Regions from separate parts of the Mus musculus genome. Here all the other regions are linked to region 2. Evidence: chromatin contacts called from public promoter capture Hi-C data. All regions are on one chromosome and are shown on one strand. The core of a region is the stretch at or near the end of the contact, and the rest is flanking DNA. Distances in the headings are between cores, read along the strand shown.

Region 1 (4,084 bases), core at 1,356-3,855, 5.8 Mb after region 2:
GACTCTTTTTTTTCAGCACAGATTCCCCGGGAAAGACTGACAGATACTGACACATTTTAAATTATCCTAAAAGGGTATCCTCTTGTACTCTTAAAAATAATAATAATAATAATAACAAGTAATAAATGCAATGCCACCTCAAAATTAAACTTAAATGAGGAGTCAGTGACAACACTTAACTTAGTTTGTGGCAAAATGACAATACAACCTCAATCAAAAGTTGAATCTCCTTCCAAGTTACCTTTTGATTAAACAAATTATATGGTGGCAGATTGGTAATGTCAAAACAGGAAGGTTAAGAGATAACACATTAAACCACTTGAAAACAATGCACTTAGAGATGCGACTGCTGCGGGATATTTATCAGCTTCCACCACCCCTAGACGAGTGAGGGATGGATGCTAGCTTGCCTCCAACGGCAATGTGGGTTACCAAGCAAGTTCATCCCCAGATTCAAAAATACTTTGTGTAGTCACACGGGCAAATAGGAAATATTAGGAGGCTGGGGCATTTAATATCTCTATTTTGAATACAGAACCCTGATAACCTGAGCTAACTAAGATAAACTCCCTCATTCCAGAAGACAAGGACTCGGCAAATGTACATCATGGTTTATTAATCAAGCCTTGTCCTCCTCTTCTTTATTCAAAGGGATGGGCAAGCGAACGCTTCTTCCATCGCTTAACCCGGAGGCACTGGAGCACTTGAAAAGACTACCAGCAGCACGGAGAACGTAAGAAAAGAAGTTTCAAATCCAATCAGGCAAATAAAACTAATATTCTCTCAATCCAAGGTTAATGAGGCGGGGGGAGGGGGTACGGGAATGGGAGGAGGAAAAGGAGCCTGCCTCTTCTTGACTCAAGGCTGGTTTTGCCCTTTTCCACGACCACTGACTGTTCTATCAGGTCTGTTAGTGTAAGATCCTGGTATTTCGAGGTTTCTTATCTAAATGGTAAGGTGGAGGAAGGGTGTAAAATAAAATCGATACTCACTGCTAACTTTCATGCTACCAAAAGCTGAAGGCTGCTGCACTGGCTTGCAGCTCTCCGCAAAGGAGGTGGTTCTCGGTCGCCCCGACATGATGGCTCTTCTTGAATCACCTTTTCCTTCCTTAATCCTTTTCTTCCTTTTGTTTTATGTTAGGGTGCTAGGTTAATGATAAATGCAGCATTAAGTTCTCCCGCAAGAAAGAGAAAGAAAGACTTCGTTCTCTTGGCTTTTCACTCCTTTTGTATAGCTATTTAAGAAGAAGGAAAAAAAAAAGGAGCTATGTATTTCTTCAAGACAGATCGGTACGGATATTTAACACATAGATGATTTAGAGCTGGGAGAAAAATACAATTCTTTCACCTCCCTTTCCTGGAAGAGGAGAAAAAGGGTGGAGTGGAATCCTTAAAAATATATATATATCACGTGAACGAGGGCAAATACTTGATTGAAAATAAGTACTCTGAGTATTATATTTTTCCTCGGGGATTTTTTTCCGAGTCAATGAAGAAGGGAAGCGGCGGAAGGATCACGAGCCTCACGCTTGAAGAGAAGGGGGATGGGAAGGAGGGAGGAGATGGCTCGGAGATGCGACGGCAAACGCTGCGGCTCCGGCAGCAGCGGGATCCGGCGGTCTGACGGCGGCGGCGGCCGGGTGAACCGGAGGGCAGCGCAGTCGCGAGTCAGCGGCGGGCGGTGGCGGCGGCTCCTCTCCTCATTGCGCCAGGAGCAGCTGCAGGCGGTGGCTGGATCCAGCGGCCATGGCGGCAGCGGCGGCGGAGGCAGCTCCCTTCAGACCCCAGGCAGCGGCTCCCTGACTGCTCCCCATACGCCGGGGACATGGGAACCAGGCAACCGCTTCCGTCCCTCGGGGTCCCCTCCCCCGTCCGTGGCCCCGGCACGGCCGGCCTCCGCCCCTCGCCTTTGCTCAGCGGCTGCTCGGGAAGTGTCCGCGCTGTGCCCGGAGCCCGAAGCCCTGTCAGCGGCTGCAAGGCCGGCTCCTCCTTGCTGCCTTCCTTCCTTTGTCACTCGGCCCAGGCGGCGGCGACGGCGGCGACACAAGCCCGCATTCGGCCGGGTCGGGGGCTGCTCTGTGCGAGGCGCGCCGTCTGCGCAGCCGCCTAGCCCTTCCCCACTCCCCCTCCCCCTTCCTACTCGTCCTCCGCCTCCTTCCTCCCCCACCCAGCCCTTACACCGCCCAGCGCCCCGCCGCCCGCGTTACAGGCGTCTGGGAATCGCTCGCCGAGCCCGCGCCCGCCAGCTTCGGCTGTAGAGCCGAAACCCAAGCCGGAACCAATCAGAGACGTCGCTTGCTTGCAGCTCCTGCCGGAAAAAGCCGAGCGACCTGGATAACCAATGAGGAGACGCCGCTGGGAGACCACGCCCCAGCAACGAGGAATGCCGAAGGTAGCCGAACAGAAGGGAAGAGGGTTCTCCTTGTCCTGTGGCTGGCTAGAGAGAAGAGTCGACAATAGCGACAGTGGCCAATCAGAGCTGTTGGCCCTCAGGGAAAAGCCTCAAGAGTTAAGGACGGCGAAACTCCCGAGTCGCGGGAGGAACTGCACGGCTGGGCGCCGCGCCCGTTTCCTCATTGGCTGGACAACTCCGCTGGGCGTGTACCTTTCTCGGTGATTGGTGAAGGGAAGGGGGCTTCCGAGGACATCGGGCCAGTCAGAGCCTCCCCTCCCTCTTTGAGGCGGGGAGAAGAAGAAAGCGGAGGGAGGGCACCTATAAAGTGCCATCTCATTGGTCTGCAGCGTCGAGCTGGAGCGCGGGGGGAGGGGAGCTTCGAAAGGGAGAAGGAGGGTGCAGGAGCCCGTGGCGGCGGCCAATAGGCGCTCACTGCTGTGCAATCGCAAGACCTAGCTGCAGTGGGATTGGCCTCGGGTGGTCCCTAAGCGGGCGGACGGGATGAGTGGTCGGCCTGCATCTGCTTTCCGAGCCGACGCTCGTGCTGGCTGTGCAGCCCGGTCCGACAATGCTGCGGTCGGAGGGTCGGGCCCCGAGCGCTCTAGTGGGGCGTGAGGCCGTCCCCATTCCCGGGAGCTCCGCGGGGCGCGGCTTACCAAGTGCGCCCGAGGCTCCCCACCGCGCGTGCTGAGCCTATGAGAACGTCTATTCTCTGAAAGACGTAGGGCGCCGTGGCCGGGGCCGAACCCTCTAGCGCTTAAATGGGAACAAAGCTTCCAGAGAAGGAGAGCCTCTGGGCAGCCGCGCCCGCCCATCGCGGGGGGCCGCTGATCTCGTGGGGGGGGGGGGGGGAGCCCTTTGCAGCAGGCGCACAAGGCCAGACCAGGCCTTCTGGAAACGCCCCCGAGAGATGAGCTCATGCTAGATGAGCGCGGTCCATGGGCGCGACTGTCCAGCGCAAAAGCAGCCCCGAAAACAGGTGAGGGGAAATGTGGTCAGGACAGTACCTCGAATCCTAGGAGGAAGCTCAAGTCAGAATTGCTCGCAGCAGTTTTTAGTGTTATTGGATGATCAGCACACTGCTGCCTAAGTAGGTTTCACATGTAGTCCAGCGTCCATTGTTCTACAAAGGAGACCATTGCCTTGGTCCATCCGAGAGCTGTGTGGCGTGGCTACTACGACTAGAGTAAGTTAGAGTGGACACTGGCAATCCTGACTGTAATCCCGTGATACTTGTAATACCCACCCGCATAGTCATCTCTTTCTGTTGAGATGCTATCTCCAGAAAGCACATGTAAAAGTACACGTACTTGATCAGATTGCTTAGCTATTGCTTTAAAATCTGATGAGGGACTTGGGACAGAACAAAGTAAGCTTTGAAGGGAGCCAGTAAAGGTCTGGATAGTGTTTGCAGACTCAGATGTCTGTAGAGGCCTGGCAAATAAAGCGAATGACACCGGCCTGGTGGAAGACAATAGGAATGTTAGATGATGTGGAAACGGGAGTTCCATCCATGCCCTTAAGGGGGTCCACCATTAAAATAATCGTATTCTCCTTTTTTTTTTTTTTTAATTACCAAAACCATAACGTTGAAGTTTTATGTGTGATCTCTAAATCTGACGTGTTGGCAACCGATATGCCGAAACCACGTAGACCAACAAAGTAAAAAATCCCAGGAAAATGTGCC
Region 2 (4,180 bases), core at 346-2,845:
CAAAGAAAGAGCTGATCTTATTCAAACACAGTTGAATTTCAAGGCGCTCATGGATTTTACTTTATCCTCTAGACAGTAATAATGAGCACTATCAGGGGGGAAAAATCCCTCTTTTTGTAGTTCTAAGTTGTCCCAATTTTTTTTTTTTTTTTTTTTTTGCCTTGCATCATCAAATCTATATTCATATGCTATTTCGGGCCCCATCTATTATGCAATGGAGCAACCTCAGTTTCCACTCACTAATGCTCTGGCCTGTGCCCTCTGGTATCTGGAGCATGGTTTTCACTAAGCGGAATGTGCCCTGTGCACACAGCTGCTATATTTAGGATAACCCACAAGAATGATTACCTGGGGCCCCCACAAAAGCCACTCGTCTAAGAGGATTTTTTTTTCTTTTTACAGGAAAGTAAAACTGAAAGGTAAGAGCAGCTGGTGAAACTGCTCTGCTGCTGAAAGCTGAAGCCCCTCCATTTCAATACTCTCCTTTACATTTAAAGCATCTATTTTTGTGACTGTTAAGAGGTATTCTGGAAGGCACACTTGGTGTGGCTGTGACTTTGCATGGCTGTGACTTTTGTAATGTTCCAAGTTTTAAATGGTGTCTCTTTTATTTTTAATTACCCCCCACCCCCACCCCAATTCTTCCTCAACCTCCTGATGCCTTTAGGTGCTAATACACAGAAGAGGTAAGAGATACAGGGAGGCTCTAACTTTGAATGCTCGTGAAATTTAGAGATAACCATATGGATAAAGTATTGAGATACAACCATCTGGACTTCTGGGTTCATTTTAGATACCTTGTGTAAAACTGGAAAGGGAAAGATATAAGGGATAACGTCAGAGAATTTCGTGTGATGATTTTTTTTTTCCTTTTAAAGACCCCTTAACTCAGATTTGAAGGGGGCAGAAGAAAATGTGCGGAAAGTTTCCTAAAATTGGTGGCAGAGTAAGGATTAGGGGCAAATTCCCCTCACCATGATGGACACTAGGAGACCTCTCCATAGATAGAAATAATCCTTACAGGATGCAGCCCATCACAGTAGTGAGTACACAGACCCTTTGGCTCCTTAAATCACGCTACCTAGGGCTGTGCAGGCTCTAGGGTAGCCAAGGCCAGGTAAGGATGCCCCCGGGGGAAGAGTGAGGAAGCGCAGGGCGGGAAGCGGCTGGCTTCAGGACTGTGTGGCGCCTAGGGCCGGCCCATGTTCCTCAAAGCTCCCGACTGGGATCACCTTGAGATTCAGCTTCCTTGATAACCGTTTCCAGCGACTCAGCTCCATCTTCTTCTTTGAGGCGGACCCTCCCTGGGGCGCCAGCAGCACGTTTTGCACTCTCGGGCCTAGACTTCGGCCACAACAGAGACAACTGCGCCTCCTCCCAGACTGCTTTCAGGTGGTTCTGGGAGTTGTAGTTCTGCCACCTAGCAGCTAGACAGGGGTCAGACATTCCGGAACTACTACTCCCAGGAGGCGTTGCGCGGGAAGCTTGCTTTCACGCTGTTACTATGGCATCGGCGGAGGTCACTGGGCTTCTTTAGCAGGGCCTTTGCGTAATTCTGGCGCTTGGTGATGACGCAGAAATTCCGGATTGGCTCTGCGGCGGAGACCGTGGTTTAGTGGGCCAAGGGTTCTACGAGTCGGAACACGTGTTATCTCTTGCGAAGAGTTTAAGGGTCCTGAGGGTGCGGAGTTGTGTTATCAACCGGTGAGTGTTCCTTTTCCTTGTTGAGGGAGGGTGAATAGCGCCCACTTTTTTTTTTTTTTTATTGCGTTGCAGTCTTGTTCCCACCTCGTCATTACTTGGTTTCTTGTTGGTCTAGGCTTTTGCCAGCTCCGAGTCTCCCAGTGTGATTGCCAGTTACAGTTCAGAAAGAAAAGGACCTCCGTTCTCCTGGCCTCTGCCAGAGAATGAGCTTCTCAGCTGCAAGTTTTTCTGAGTTTAGCAGTTACTTGGGAAGCTATACGAATAGGAAAGTCTAGGGCTCCTGGGATGGCTAATGGAACTAAGGGAAAATTGAATCTAAATAGCCATGCCTGGATGTTGTCATGAACAGCCCACTGAAGGCGTGTGTGCTTTCAAGGCAGGGCAGAAATTCAGAACTGGAGCTTTGGACCCGGCCACTTGTTGGCAATTCAGCTTACTTACTGGCAAAATGGGATTGTACCTAAACCCTGGGAGTATTGTAATGATTGAAAAAGCAACGTGTGTAAAACATTCTGCCAGGGAATCTAAACCAAACTATAAACTGGTGGAAATATGATAAGGAAAGCTGTGCCCCATAGACCTAGCACCTGCCCTCTAACTTGAGTGTGAACCAGTAAGAACATTGTTGAATGGGCTGTGTTACGTTCAGACTTTCCGCTGTCTCAATGGTAGTTAGTTCTTTTGGAAGAGTTAGTTTCATGGCGATTTTTTGGAAGGTGTGCCTATTTTTTCCTGAATGAAAAGCAGAGTTCAGAGAAGTGCATATAATACAGTGTGTGTCCATTTTTGGAGAACAAGTGTGTTTAAATGTTTGGATGAGTCTGGAGAAAGGCTGTCAATTTGGAGAAGATGGCTTAGAGGTAGAGGGGCAAGATGGGAAAAGAACAATTACACTGTAGCAAAATGGGAACTATCACAGTTAATATGGAAACATTGTATTTGACAAATTTCAGTTTCTTTTAAGCCACTAGCCTATATTATAGCCTCTAAAACTAATACATCTATAATTCCAGTAACAACTCTGCCAGTTACTACTGGTAACTGTCTTAGTCACTGTTCTGTTGCTGTGAAGAGACACCATGACCAAAGCAACTGTTATAAAAGAAAACGTTTGATTGAGGGCTTGCTTACAGTTTTAGAGGTTTAGTCCATTATCATCACAGCAGGAAGCATGTTGGCATGCAGGCAGACGCCTGAGCAGTAGCTGAGAACTGCATTCTCATCCATAGGAACAAAGAGAATTGGCATGTACTTTTGAAACCTAAAAGCCAGTGACACATTTCCTCCAACAAGTCCATAACTCTTATCCTTCTAATCCTTTCAAATAGTACAACTCCCTGGTGACTAAGCATTCAAATATATGAGCCTGTGGGGGCCATTCTTACTCACACCCCACAGCGACTTTATTAGCTTCACTTGACTAGTTTATAAAATAAAGGTGAGTAGGGTCTGTGTTGTATTTGTTTTGAGGGTTAATGTAGTTAATGTATCAAGCATGGTAAGTACCCAATAAATGTAACTACTATGATTGTTAGGCCTTTCAATGGATGAAGTTACCATTTGCTTTTTTTGTTGTTGGGGTGGTGTCTCATTCTGTAGCCCTGTCTGGCCTGAAACACACTCTAGAGTCAGGCTGGCCTCAAACTTAACAGAGATTTGCCTGTCTCTCTGCCTCCCAGGTGATAGAATTAAATTATGTGCCAGCATTCTCTGCTGGATCCTTCCTTCCTCCTTTTCTTTGTTTCTTAAAGGTTTATTTTTCTTTTCTGTGTATGAATATTTTTGTGTACATGTATATATGTATACCACAAGTGTGCATGGTACCCTCAAGTGAGAATAGGAAACCCGATCTTCTAGAACTGGAGTTACAAGTGATTGTAAACTGCCATGTGCTGACTAGGGACCAGACCTGGTTCCTCTGCACCAATAGCAAGTTCTTTTAACCACCGAGCCAGTTCCCCAGACCTGCATCTTATATTTTTGATGTGCCTCATTGGGTTTATCTCTTTCTTATTTATTTTTTTAAACTTTCATTGGATAATTGGATATTTCTTCAAATTTCTTCTGTATTTCTTTCTAACAGGTTTGGATAGCATCATCCATTCCCATGAGGGATATTTCCAAACTCTTAACACATGTGCCTAATAAAGTTTAGTATTGTTAGTGTATCTCTCTCTCTCCCCTACCAATTAGGGAAAGAATTTTAAAATATTGCGACATCCATCATTTCTGAATCAGCTTGGTGCATCGAATTGTTTGGAAGTTCTTCATAGTCTCTTTCTATGTGTACATAATTGGTAACTTTATATGGGGAAGGTGGGAGAGAAATGGATGTTTAATATTTACAAATCTCTATAGTTCCCCCACCCCCCAAATTGATCATCTCACACTTGCTGCATTCAGTTGCCAAATTTGGGACATCTGTCCATAAAGATAATCCATTCAAACAACATATAAAAATAAAAATTCTTTCTTA
Region 3 (4,406 bases), core at 1,470-3,969, 6.3 Mb after region 2:
CCTGTACTTGTTCTTAATTCAGTGGTAAGAAAACGTGCCAACAGATGACAGACTTGCCCAGAATTAAACATTATGACTTAATTTAGTGGAAACTCTATCGAGTACCTAACTGTGACACAGAACAGACAGTCTACTCAAGGCTCTGGAAGTTTTTTCCTTTACATGGTATGACTAGGCCCAAATTTGCAGTCTTAGAGTTACAGCTTTAGGCAGAACTATTTATGGAAGATACTAACTTTATTATTTATGGAGGATATTAACATTATCACTCCAAATCTAGTGTTTAAAATAAAAGCCTGTGCAAACAGACAACTGGGCTCACGTGTTACTTTCGCTTCTCACGAGTTGAATGAATTTGGTTGTTATTTACTCCTCTATGACTGAGTTTCTGTGTTTGTATTTCACAGTTTAAGAAAGATGAAACAAGGAATGACAGTACTGACACACAGTGGGAGCTAAATCAATCCCAGTTATTAGTGTTAATTTTAATTAAGTCCTATAAATTAATCACGGGATCTGAAGGACTTATGCTTAGTATGACTAAGGAAAAACTAAACAAGAACACGCACTCTGATATCCACCGAGCAGCCCACAGTCCATGACGGATTTCCTAACACTTGATTGTGGCACAGAAGATGGACGAGTGAAGATTTCCCAACACCTGTAAAGATACAAGGTCTCTTTAGTCAGCTGAACATGGAACCCTAAATGGGACATTTATACCACCTCTTCCAAGCCAGGGAACATCTAACAAATTGTTTGAATACCTCCCGTGACAGGATCCATGATGCCATGCTACCATACTCAAAGGACTTTGGTGCCTACATGTAGGTCTGAAAAAAGCAGCTAACCACATGGTCCCAGACTTATCCTCTGAATGACGATGATGGTAATTCCACTTGCTTTCCTTCATCATGCCTATTAATTTTGAAGCAATGCTTCACCCCCTTTTAGATCTATTGGGCTCAGGCAATCTTTTCATTAACACTAAAGGGCACCTCTTCAAGAGCTAGGTGGAGAGGAAAGAGATGAGTCTTCTATTTTCATGGCTATGAGTCTTTTATTTGCGGGTGTGGAGTCACTCATTCATTTACCTGGCTGTTGTTAATTGTATCAAACACTTGGGAAATCTCTTTGTTGTGCAATGTTATATATAGACCTATCATTAATATTTACTTTTTATTATAAAAACTCTATTACCAAAAACTGAGAAAGTATAAAAAAAAAAAAACCAAACAACAACATCACCTTAGAGCACTATTGCCAGCCATATGACTTTCTCTATTATACCATGTTGTTATTGTGATCATATACAAAGTGTACTTAAAAACAAACAAAAGAACCGCATGGGGCTCAGTGCTTGCCCTACAAGCATGAGAACCCGAGTTGTGTTCACAGAACTGACACACAGCAGCCAGGCAAAGAGGCACACGTCTCTAATGTCAGTGCTGGGGAGGCAGAGAGAGGCAATCCCTGATGTTTGTTGGCCTGACAGCCTTAGCCTAGGGGCTCCAGGCCAAGGGGAGAGCTTGTCTTAAAGAAGGTCGGCGGCTGTAGTGGCTATTCTTGGTTGTCAGCTGGACTATATCTGGAATGAACTACAATCCAGAATTGGAGGGCTCACTGTGATCCTGATCTCGTGGCTGGGAGATTCAAGTTTCTGACCTGGATCTTGAGGCATAGTGGCTATGAATCCCAGGAGACTAAGACAAGGAGATCTCTGAGTTCAAGGTCATCTGGGACAAAGCAAGTCCCAGCACCAGGCAGGGAGGCCTACACCTTTAATCTGGGCTACACCTTCTGCTGGAGACCTACTTAAGGACATTGGAAGGAGGAAGATTCTTCTTCGTTTGCTTGCCTTGTGGGACTGAGCAACTGCTAGATCCTTGGACTTCCATTCACAGCTGCTGCTGACCATTGTTGGGGAGTTGGGCTACAGACCGTAGGTCATCAACAAATTCCCTTACTATAAGAAACTACCCATAAGTTCTGTGACTCTAGAGGACCCTGACTAATACAGTGGCAGAGGCAGGTGTATCTCTTCATTTTAGGCCTGCCTTGTTTATATAGTGAGTTTTAGACTAGCCTGATATACATAGCTAGTTCTACGTTAGTCAGGACTACTTAGTGAGACCATGTCTTACCCCACACCCACTCCCCAGCAACAAAGCTTGCAGTGGAAGAACTGGAATGTTTTTTGTGGCTCCTGGTAGGAGCTCTCCCCTCTCTGGAACCAAAACTTCTAGGCCAGCAGAACCTAGGGTTGTGGGGACAGGAAGCAAAAATTTTCCTAGAGGGTCACTAGGAGTGATAGTGAGTGGAACTAGTCCCTTTTCCACCCATAGACTCCGCGCCCCCCACCTCCCGCCACGCCACCACGTCGACAAAAGGAGCAAAGTCCTCTGGGAAGTGTAGTTTTAAGGTCTTGAAAGGAATTTCAGCTGTCGACCTAAGCGCTAGGCAGCTGGGGGGGTAAACAGCGAAGAGAGAGCGGTGTCGGGAAGCTCGGGCGTGTTGGTAGTCCCAGACGTGGGTTAAGCGGCTCACCTGAGTCTCCCAACACCAGAACCTTCACCCGATCCAGGGACGCCATCTTGCCACGATTTCCTTGAGGTTGACGCCCGTTCCTGGATTCTCACCAATCAGCGCAGGGCTTGTGGGCAGGGCAAATCATCTCATTGGTCGGTCAGAGCGTGACTGATCGAAAGCTTCGGGGTGCGGATTAGCGGGCGGTTTCCAAACCGGTCGCAGGAATTAGGCGTTCGTCCTTGTCTCGCAAGTGGCGTGGGCTGGCTGAAGCCGGTAGTTGAGGTGCTGAGGGCGGCTGTAGTGGGAGTGTTCGAGCATCCACTTGGGTAAACCTCATTCTCCCGTCCTTGTTCCCGGTTTCTGACCTGGCGTGGCATTTCATGGTTTCTTCTATCCGTCCCCTTCCTTGTCTAGTCCCCTCTCCTCGGCCACCTCTTGCTTTGGTCCTCTTCTTAGTCTTCTAAAGAACCATTGCCCCGGAGCGGCCCATGTGCGACCTCGGGTAGGACGGGCTTGGCGGCGTCGAGTGTGGCCCGGGAAGCCCCTGGGCGCGTCTGAGGGACTGTGGGGTCTCGGGGTCTGGACATGTCTGAACACAGCTGGTGGAGGGCACCTCGGTCCGGAGCTGTCTCCGTCGTAGGACGAAGGAATGGAGAGTTCGTAAAATACAGTAACAGAAAACTGTAGAGGCTCTGTAGGATCCACGTTCTTCTAGAACTTGGGAAGTAGTATTTAAAAATAGTCTAACTAAAAGGGCTTCCTGCACCCACTTTGTGTTTTTTTTTTAAATCCCTTTTCATCCAGCATAGTTTTTTCAAAAATCACAAGTTTAATGTAGTAGCTCCTTGCTTAAAGCAATTACAAGTTAAATTTAAAAAGAAAAAAAAAAGATGGCTTATAGCGCTCATTATTGGGATGCAGGTGTGAAACAAGTGATTTGTGTGGAAGCTGGCAGGATGGATATGCTACAAGAACACGTGCCCAGAGGATGTATTGAAAGTTCAGGTATCTCAGTAGAATATGCTAGGCGCTAGCATTAATGAACAAGAGGCCTTCGAAGTAGAAACTGTACAAATTCTGAGGAAATGCGAGGGAGAGTGTTGGATGCCACTGTTGGGGATTTGAGAAGGCCAGGAAACATTACCCAAAGCCTAACTACAGTAGGAGAAAGGTTTGGGCTTAGCTTTGAGGACTGAGGGTGGATATGAGGATGACTTTGCTAAAAAAGCAGAGTGGTTTGAACTTTTGATTCTCCCAGTTCCACACCAGGGGCACAGTGGTCCTTAAAAGTTTTTACAACTAGAATCTAGGTCTGGACTGGGTAAGGTGACGTTGGGAGATGAGATGCCTGATTACTGTGAAGAGAAGAAGATAAATGAAGACCACTAGCTACCACACCAAGAAGCCTCCACAGACAGAGAAGTTACTTAAGTGTCACCTGCCATAGAGACTAGCTAATATAGGAACATGGTCTGACTTTGGCCATTTACTTCCAATCTGCAAGAGGAGTAGGCAGTTGGGATTTATAGGCACCCAAGATTTTTAAATGTCGACAACCAATTCATAAAGTTGTTGAAAACGTTCTGTATGGGCTGTCAGTTTTAGAACTTGATTTAAGGAGCTTTAAGAAGCCCAGAGATTGAATACTCTTGATTTATCTTAATTGGGGATGTGGGGAAGGAGCAAAGCCCTGTGTGAGAAAGGCTCTTTAATTATTTTATATGTGAAGAAATGAAGGCTGTGGATTTTCTGGGGCTAACACTAAGAAGCTGACCTGGGATTTCCAAGCTTCAAACTATTGGCTGGAAGAGTATTGATAACGTCCCTTTGTACTGATTTTCAGGACACCCAGAGGAGTATCAGACAGAGGAAACAGG
Region 4 (4,050 bases), core at 1,519-4,018, 5.1 Mb before region 2:
TCCAGTTATTTTAGTGAGGGAGATTATAAATAAACCTGTTATCTAAAGTCAAACAATTTGTTATTTTAGAATTAGATTAACGTATCTCAAATACATACTCTAAAAGGTCACATCTAAGCAGACTGCTTTAGTAACCCTCTAATTATTAGAGTCTAATACCTCCTTCTGTATCTTCCTTTTATTTTTCCACTTTCTTACCAAGCTTTGCTCTTGGAGTTTCAATTTATCTATTCCCTAGTAGAATGGGTTTTAAAATTAATTAGCTTGTAAGATGAAAAAATATGTCCAAAGTAAAAAAAAAATCACACAAACTGTTAACTTATCTTGGAATCAACTTGGTCATCAACTTGGTGATCTGAACATAGTTTCTCTCATCTAGTAATACTTAGCTCTCTAGAAGAGGAAGGCAGTTTCTGCTTTAAACATGACTGGGGCCAAACATGTGACTCAACAATAGTATAGCATCTAGTAATTAGTTAAGATAAGGTAAAAATTAAATTTTTACTGATGGGAACTAGCTCAATGAGGATGCCTAGCACTTAATCTGGCCATGGCACTGACCTAAGAGTGCTTTCCACCTGGGAACTCTTTTCATCCTCATAACCCTGTAAGAAAGGTGCTTCTGACTCAATTTGTGTTTTGAGTAAACTGGGGCATGCATACACTGACGATAAAGAAGCACGACTCAGATTTATACCCCAAGGGGTTGAAGCCACGCTTTTAATAACTAGACTCATGGTCAGTGATGTGAAATGCCATCACATCGAATATCAGACTAGACCAACATGAGCAAAATGACTCCAAGCACAGGTTCTGTGTGGGTTATAAAGTCACACTGCAGTCACACTGCAGTCACACTGTGTGGGGTTATAAAGTCACACTGCAGTCACACTGTGTGGGGTTATAAAGTCACACTGCAGCAGCAGTGCAGACGAATGACTAATCGTGTCTCTCATGATAAATATTTGTGTATCCTCGGAAACTACATCACCCTCAAAAACGGTAAATACTAAGAACTAAGGATGGGCCTGGTTGCGCGATGGCAAAATCAATGCACTGCTAGTACGTAATGCCAAGGTCTTTTTGAAAGGCGTTTTAGCAACATGAAGCATTACTGGATGTGGGCTGGATGGCTCAGCAGCTAGGTGCATGCACTATTCCGCAGACAATCTGAGTTGGAGTAGCAGTACCTCAAGGAGTTCACAGCTGCTATCAAGACCAGCTCCAGGGAACAGAGCCTTGTGCCTTCTGAGGGTCCTGCCCACACATGCGCATACATCACACACAGACAAACATTTAAAAGAATATTAAAATAACAAAAAGAGGAACATAAGCCCTTAAGACCTGATAGTTCTACTGGTAGGTTTATAAAAGAGGGTTGCGTTCAACCATAATAAAAATATATGACTGGAATGCACTTATTCTTAATTCCACACAGTTCTGAAAACAATCCAAATGTATTTTTGGATCCGTGGAACACTTACATAAATATCTACATAAATACTTACACATAAAAAAAGGAGTCCTGTTTATACATACAACCTGAATGAATTGCCCTGATTATCTTCGGTGAATGAAGCCACTCAATATTCAACAAAGAAAACAAAACAGACATAGAAAATAGGCACTTGTGATATCTATTCCAGTTGTCAACTAAGGCTACATCTGGAATGAACTAAATCCAGAAATGGAGGGCACATCTGCCCAGATCTTGAGGCTGGAAGACACAGGCTTCAGACATGGGGCGATGTGCTTTTGATCCAGATCTCGAGGCATAGTGGCCATGAAAAGCGTAGGCCCAGGCAAGGTAGTACATACCTTTAATCCCAGGGGAATGAGACAAGTCTCCTGAGTTCAAGGCCAGCTGGGATTGCAAGTTCCAAATCCAGGTGTGGTGATTCATACCTTTAATCTGGGCTCTACCTCCTACTGGAGGACTACATAAGGACAATGGAAGAGGGAATTCTCACTCTTCTTTGCCTGCTTACACTGACTTTCCAGTTGGAACCTACTTCTTCAGGATTCCCGCTTACACAGATGACCAGCGAAAACAACTAGTGTTGAGGGAGTGAGCAACTACTAGATTCCTGGACTTCCCAGTCACAGCTAGCTTCCCCACTTGTTGGGTTAGTAGGAGCGAAACTTTAAGTCCTTACAATAAATCCACTTAATATAAAGGGATACTCCATAAGTTCTGTGACTCTAGAGAACCCTGACTAATACAGCACCTTAAAAAAAGATCCGGAACACACACACACACACACACACACACACACAGTGCGCTCGCATACACCCCAAAGCCTCCTGGTTTGGGTCCGTACACACACACACACACACACACACACACACACACACACACACTGCGCTCGCATACACCCCAAAGCCTCCTGGTTTGGGTCCGTACACAATCCCCTCCTGGCACCCACTCGTTGCGCACACCCAGTCGCTGTCGCCAGTGCAAGGACAGCGAAGCAGCTGCAGGTCTGCCCAGGGCGAGACCTCCATCTTCCGGCCCCACAAGAAAACAGGAGGGGACCGAAGGAGGGGACACCCACTCGCACCCCGAACCTCCTTACCTCCAAGTGCCTCAGCAGCTGAGTGGCGTTCGCCTCCGACTTAACGGCCTTGTACTGACTGATGCTCAGGAGCAGGGACTTCAAGCAGGCGGTGGAATCCATGCCGACGAGCCGGCCTGTCAGCGACCACCGACACCAGCCACCCTCTGTCTTCAGCGGTCGCCGCGCATTTTTTGATTTTTTTTAAGCCCCACCCCTCTTGCGCCTGGCAGCTTCCTGTTCCGGTCGGACTCCGGAAGTCTGGGAGCAGCGGGTGGGACTGCAGTCGGTGATTGGCAGGGTGGGCCTGGGTTCCAGGCGCTGGGGTTGCGGGAAGGTGGCAGGGAGCCATCCCCTCCCACCCCCGCCGCAGTCCCCCTTTGGCGGAGAGGCCGCGAGGTTTCGGCTGGAGGTCCGCGAACACGCGGGAATCTCGCGAGACGAGCTCGTGCGGGCTCATTCTGTGGAGGGCTTCTGGGGCGAACGGGGGTCTCCGTGCCGCGCGGGCTCGGTCCCCGGGCCTTCCTCGGCCTGGGCGCGGCGGGCTCGGCTTTCCGTGCGTGCCTCAGCCTCTGCCCGAGACACGGCCGCTCCCCCCTAGTCTAGACACGGTGAGGAACTCGGAGCCGCCGAAGCTGGGGGTGGGGGCGTAGGTTTGGAGGCGGCGGGAGAGGGGCCTCAGGTTCTGCGGCCCTGGTCCCTGGTGGCCGCAGGCGACTCGCGCAGGCTAAGACCTGTGGCGGTCGGGGTTCCGTGATGAGGCAGCCGGAACTTTACGGTAGGATTTGTCAGAACCCCCCATAGAGAGAGAGCATCCCGGAGTCGCTCCCGGACGCGTTCTTGTCAGCTTTGATGTCTGTAGGCTGAGGGGCCTGTTCTTGTCTGGCGTGATTATTTTGCACATTTCTGTGGCGTCAAAAAAAAAAAAAAAAAAAAAAAAAAAGAAAGAAAGGCACCGTTGAGAATTTTATTATTATTATTATTTTAATCGGAGGTAATGATGTGCACGGATCTAATAACGAAGTGAGTCAGCAACTGGTTCAGGAGCTTAAGCTAGGTTGTGGGATCGAGTAAATGCCCATTTGACTAAGTTCTTCTGAAATTGTGGGAATTCAGGGAACGTTCCTTTTTGTTTTTTGTTTTTTTCTCGTTTGTATTGGTACCTTTTAAAGACGTCATTTATGTTCATATTAAAAGAAAATAAAAGTAAAGCTAACTGATGGCTGGAAAAAGATTGTGCCGTTGAGATAGTCACATGAGAGTTTGTAGCTAGTGCATTCATTCATGCATTCATTCATTCCATTTTAAACAAACATGTATAACGGGGCTAGGGATTGACTGTCACTCAGAACAAAGATGAGGACGTGGTGCCTGCGGAGAAGCAACCATCTAATAATAGTCCAAATAGGAAAGTACTGTTGGAATTCACTACATAAACGAGGAATGCGTCATCACTAAAACGAAGAGCAGCCAGTTTGCTGACAAGTATTTTTGC
Region 5 (4,000 bases), core at 1,050-3,549, 5.3 Mb after region 2:
ATGGGAGGCAGAGGCAGGTGGATTTCTGAGTTCGAGGCTAGCCAGGTCTATAGAGTGAGTTCCAGGACAACCAGGGCTACACAGAGAACCCCTGTCTCGAAAAACAAAACAATGTTGGGGGCTAAAGAAGAGGAAAAGGCTTATGAGCCCCCACCTCTAACTGAGGAGCTATGAACAGTTCATGGCCCCCTGGGGTGGATAGGTCCGTTTTCTTTAAGGGTGTGGCTCCTGGTAGGTCAACCCCATTTTAGTAGATGGCCCCACAACCAGAAGCAAAAGAACGGGACAAAGTGAACCCAATGGGTCATTTTTTAAGGGAGTTGGAGGATAGAGATGGTCCCATGGTTGAGAGCATTATCTGCTCTTGCAGGGGACCAAGGTTTGGTTCCCAAAATGTACATGGTGGCTCAGAACCATCTAAACCCCCAATAACCTCTTTTGGCATCTAGAGGCATCAGGCATGCAAGTGGTACACAGACATACATGCAGGCAAAACATCGGTACACATAAAAAAATAAATAAAACTAAAAAAAAAAAATTTATGTTAAAAAAAAGAAAAGGAAAGGAAAAGGAAGGAAAAGAAAAGAGAAATGGACACTTCTACTTTGTGGTCCCTGCGTAACATCATTCTACCTGCAAAGAACTCTGAAAAGTGAAACACTAAGTTTTCAGTCTTCAAAGGCAGAATTCCTACTTCAGTGATAAGTTTGATAAGCAAACATTTGAATAGAATTATTTTGTATTAGTCTCACTGATAACAGGCTATTACAAATCATGCCAAGTGTTAAGCATAGAATTATATGTTCTTTACCTGTTCCTCAAGCCCGTCCCATTGCCACAGCCGCCGCCGACCAACGTCTGTATGGAAGGTAAAGCTGACCGGCTTAGCTGCTGCCGACTGGGACCCCGCCTTCTACTGGGCATGTCCAGGAACCAGGTAATTTCCAGTGCCACCTGAAGTTGCCACCCAGGCTGATGACTGTCAACTTATTTCAAATCTGAATAATATTAAAAAAGAAAGAAAGATTGTAACTTTTTCTAGAAGTCAGTATAACAAGCAAATGTTAAAACTCAGTGAGCAGATCTTATAAAATCCAGATTGAATTTTCAAATAAATGTTCCTGTCCCTATATACTGCTTGGATCTGGGGTAAGGTCAGAGGTTTAAATTCTGAGCTCAGCTGTATTCAGCATTAAGGCAACTCCCGGCTGGTGTCTTGTCTTGCTGACTTTTTCTTAAATAAAACAAGACTACAATCTACAAGGTGGCATTCTACAAGAAACACCACAACTTACTCGATTCTAATTTGCAATTTCACATTAAAATCACTTGAAATACAGGAAATATCTCTGTCCAAAATATGAGGTTGTTATCAAGGAATCTGACTAAGATTTGCCGCAGGTTTCTGACCTTGACCAAGTCATTTAACCAGAGTTTGTTTCTTCATTTCACTCAAATGGTTGCCCGTTTCAGAAAAGCTTCTGTAAAACCGCTAAGAAATTAAATGAACGTGCAAAATTAAAGGGCTAAAGAGATCTTCAGGGGGGAGGTGGGCGGACGACGACATTATGTTTTCCTCAATTTCGGCAAACATGGTTCTGCCAACATATACCACGTATTTCCTAAATACGACTAAAAATACTCTGAAAAAAAAAATTTTTTTTTTTGCTTAACATTACTACTGTAGAGGGATCCGAGGTTCCCTAGTCCACTGTAGGCTAACAAACGCCAGGTGGGACAAAGACTCCAAACTGTTAAAGGCAAAGAAAGCTGATCCCTGCTCAATTAAAGAGAAAGTACGGTGAGGGCAAAAGGCTGGGGCGCATCAGCGTAAGATTGTTCGAGGTGGAAGGCGAGAAACCACAAACTTGACTGGACTAAACCTCCAAGACGGAATCACCTAGTGGTCTCAGGCCGGCGGCCGAAAGAGCCGAAGCACGCCAGGGCCGGCGAGATGACAAAGCAGGTTAAGTAAAACTCACGCATGGGACAGGCTGGCCACGGAGAGGGATCCCTGGGAGGAGGCGGCGGCTTCACAGCCGCGACCCCGGGCACCCAAACTCACTCCCTCCTCTAAAGCGCTCCAAAAACAGCTGCCGGGACGCAGGCAGGATCCCACTGGACAGTCGAAGAAAGCTCTCGGGTCGCTAGGTTACCAGACCCAGACCGGGAGTCCGTGCCAGAGCCAGAGCTAAAGTCAGAAGCACAGTCCGACCCCATCACCAAGACTCATCATCCTCAGCCTCCATCGCCCGGGAGCTGAGGAGACGTGGCAGCGCACAGCGATGACGTCAGCTCTGCGTCGCGCTGGCCCCCGGAAACAGGCTTGCGGCCAGCAGAGCTGGCTCGCCCTCCTCCCGGCGCACCTGCGCAGTGGGACTCTCCGGCGCCCGGGCTTTCCGGCCCATACGTGCCCGGCGGAGTTTTTCTGTTTGTTGGTTAGTTTGGTTTTTGGTTGTTTTTTTCCCCAAATTTTCCCTGGCTCCAGTCAGCTAGTGTCTAGAGAAATGCTTGGAGAAGAGAAGGGAAATTCGGAGATGCCACCTAAGATCACGTCTTTCATATGCAAACGACTGTGACAAGCACGTCGGACGCCTGCCCCTTGCAGGGACTGAATATTAAATAATGAACTAGGTAGATAATAGAAATAAAGAATGAGTTCTAGAAAAGTTAAGTCTAATAAATAAGAGAACGCAGCAACAAGCTTCAGTAATGCTGTTAAGAACAATAAATTCACAGTTAGAAGTATATCTGAGCAGAGCAGTGGTGGCGCACGCCTTTAATCCCAGCACTTGGGAGGCAGAGGCAGGTGGATTTCTGAGTTCGAGGCCAGCATGGTCTACAGAGTGAGTTCCAGGACAGCCAGGGCTACACAGAGAAACCTTGTGTCAAAAAAAAAAAAAAAAACGAAACAAAACTACATCTGAGGTCCAGGGATGGCACTAGTGCCAATACTGTAAAGGGTCTGAAGCTCCAAAGATGAGTAAGCTGTTTTCCGAGGACAGTACGTGGTAAATAAAAAGATATGGAGTCTCAATTGTACAGCTTACTTTACCATGCTGAGTTCAATCCCTAGCCTTCACCCTACCCCCCCCCCCAAAAAAAAGATAGGCAGCCCAATGTTGCCCAGAACTGTCAGTAGTTTGATATCAAAATGAAGCAAGCCTGATAGGGCTGGAGAGTTGGCTCAGCAGTTAAAGAGCACTGAATGGTCCTGAGTTCAATTCCCAGAAATCACATGGTGGCTCACAACCATCTGTAATGGGACTTGATGCCCTCATCTGGTGTGTCTGAAGACAGCTACAGTGCACTCACATATATAAAATAAATAAATCTTTAAAGTAGAAAAAGGTAAAATAAAGAAGAATAAGCCTGGTGTGCCGGTGGAGGCCAGGGGGATGCAAATTATAACTACATTGAGATGCCATCTCACCTCAGTCAGATTTGCTATCATCAAGAAAAAAGATAAATAGATATAAATAAATCAAAATGTTGGCTAGGATGGAGAGGAGAAGGATCCTTACTCACAGTTGGTGTCAGTATAGAAAGGTGTAACCACTGTGGCCTTCATGATGGAGGTGTTTGAAAATGAAAACAAACAAAAATCACAATGACAGGACCTGGCTGTACCAGTCCTGACCATATGCACCCAAAGATAGTTGCACATCCATGTTTACTACCGTTTCATTCACAACAGCAAGGAAATTGAGTCAGTCTACATGTGCATCTTCAGATGGGTGGATCATTAAAAAACCCACGATGGTTTTTACTAAGCTTTAAAGAAAAATGATGATAGAACTGGAAAATATTATATCAAGTAAGGCAACAAGTTTGAAAAGAGAAATGCCACGTGTTCCCTCACATATGCATATTGTTTATGTGTGGGGGGTGGGGTGGGGGGGCATGTGAATGCCAGGCCAAGAGTGTGGAGGTCATAGGACAACCTTGGGTACTTTCCACCTAGTCTGAGACAGTTCTCCTTGTTATTGGTTGTTTCGTA

The links. Promoter capture Hi-C pulls out the DNA fragments that hold promoters and counts their contacts.
Region 1: a promoter capture Hi-C map of pre-B cells shows a contact between it and region 2, with 6 times the contacts expected there. The contact joins the promoter of Gsk3b here to the promoter of Qtrt2 in region 2.
Region 3: a contact with region 2 is called in a promoter capture Hi-C map of pre-B cells, with 5 times the contacts expected there. The contact joins the promoter of Gtf2e1 here to the promoter of Qtrt2 in region 2. A contact is called at or near these places in 4 of 39 promoter capture datasets (the C10 cell line, cranial neural crest and pre-B cells).
Region 4: a promoter capture Hi-C map of pre-B cells shows a contact between it and region 2. The contact joins the promoter of Cip2a here to the promoter of Qtrt2 in region 2. A contact is called at or near these places in 1 of 39 promoter capture datasets (pre-B cells) and 1 of 484 Hi-C or Micro-C datasets (pre-B cells).
Region 5: a contact with region 2 is called in a promoter capture Hi-C map of pre-B cells, with 13 times the contacts expected there. The contact joins the promoter of Tmem39a here to the promoter of Qtrt2 in region 2. A contact is called at or near these places in 3 of 39 promoter capture datasets (cranial neural crest, liver and pre-B cells).

Annotation. Positions count from the first base shown.
Region 1 is chr16:38,087,522-38,091,605 of GRCm38.p6, reverse strand. Gsk3b (glycogen synthase kinase 3 beta) reads right to left here and starts at 2,605. Exons shown (of 11, transcript NM_019827.7): 1 at 993-2,605. The coding sequence starts at 1,080. BC031361 (cDNA sequence BC031361) reads left to right here and starts at 2,346. Exons shown (of 1, transcript NR_033221.1): 1 at 2,346-4,084.
Region 2 is chr16:43,887,091-43,891,270 of GRCm38.p6, reverse strand. It overlaps Qtrt2 (queuine tRNA-ribosyltransferase accessory subunit 2), which reads left to right and starts at 1,595. Exons shown (of 9, transcript NM_001356329.1): 1 at 1,595-1,704. It overlaps Ccdc191 (coiled-coil domain containing 191), which reads right to left and starts at 1,369. Exons shown (of 16, transcript NM_027801.1): 1 at 1,233-1,369. The coding sequence starts at 1,280.
Region 3 is chr16:37,538,102-37,542,507 of GRCm38.p6, reverse strand. Gtf2e1 (general transcription factor II E, polypeptide 1 (alpha subunit)) reads left to right here and starts at 2,719. Exons shown (of 5, transcript NM_028812.4): 1 at 2,719-2,855. It overlaps Rabl3 (RAB, member RAS oncogene family-like 3), which reads right to left and starts at 2,614. Exons shown (of 8, transcript NM_001042499.1): 1 at 2,548-2,614; 2 at 570-661. The coding sequence starts at 2,593.
Region 4 is chr16:48,992,906-48,996,955 of GRCm38.p6, reverse strand. Cip2a (cell proliferation regulating inhibitor of protein phosphatase 2A) reads right to left here and starts at 2,768. Exons shown (of 21, transcript NM_172616.2): 1 at 2,577-2,768. The coding sequence starts at 2,678. It overlaps Dzip3 (DAZ interacting protein 3, zinc finger), which reads left to right and starts at 2,814. Exons shown (of 32, transcript NM_001110017.2): 1 at 2,814-3,166.
Region 5 is chr16:38,561,113-38,565,112 of GRCm38.p6, reverse strand. Tmem39a (transmembrane protein 39a) reads right to left here and starts at 2,299. Exons shown (of 9, transcript NM_026407.3): 1 at 1,983-2,299; 2 at 812-998. The coding sequence starts at 924.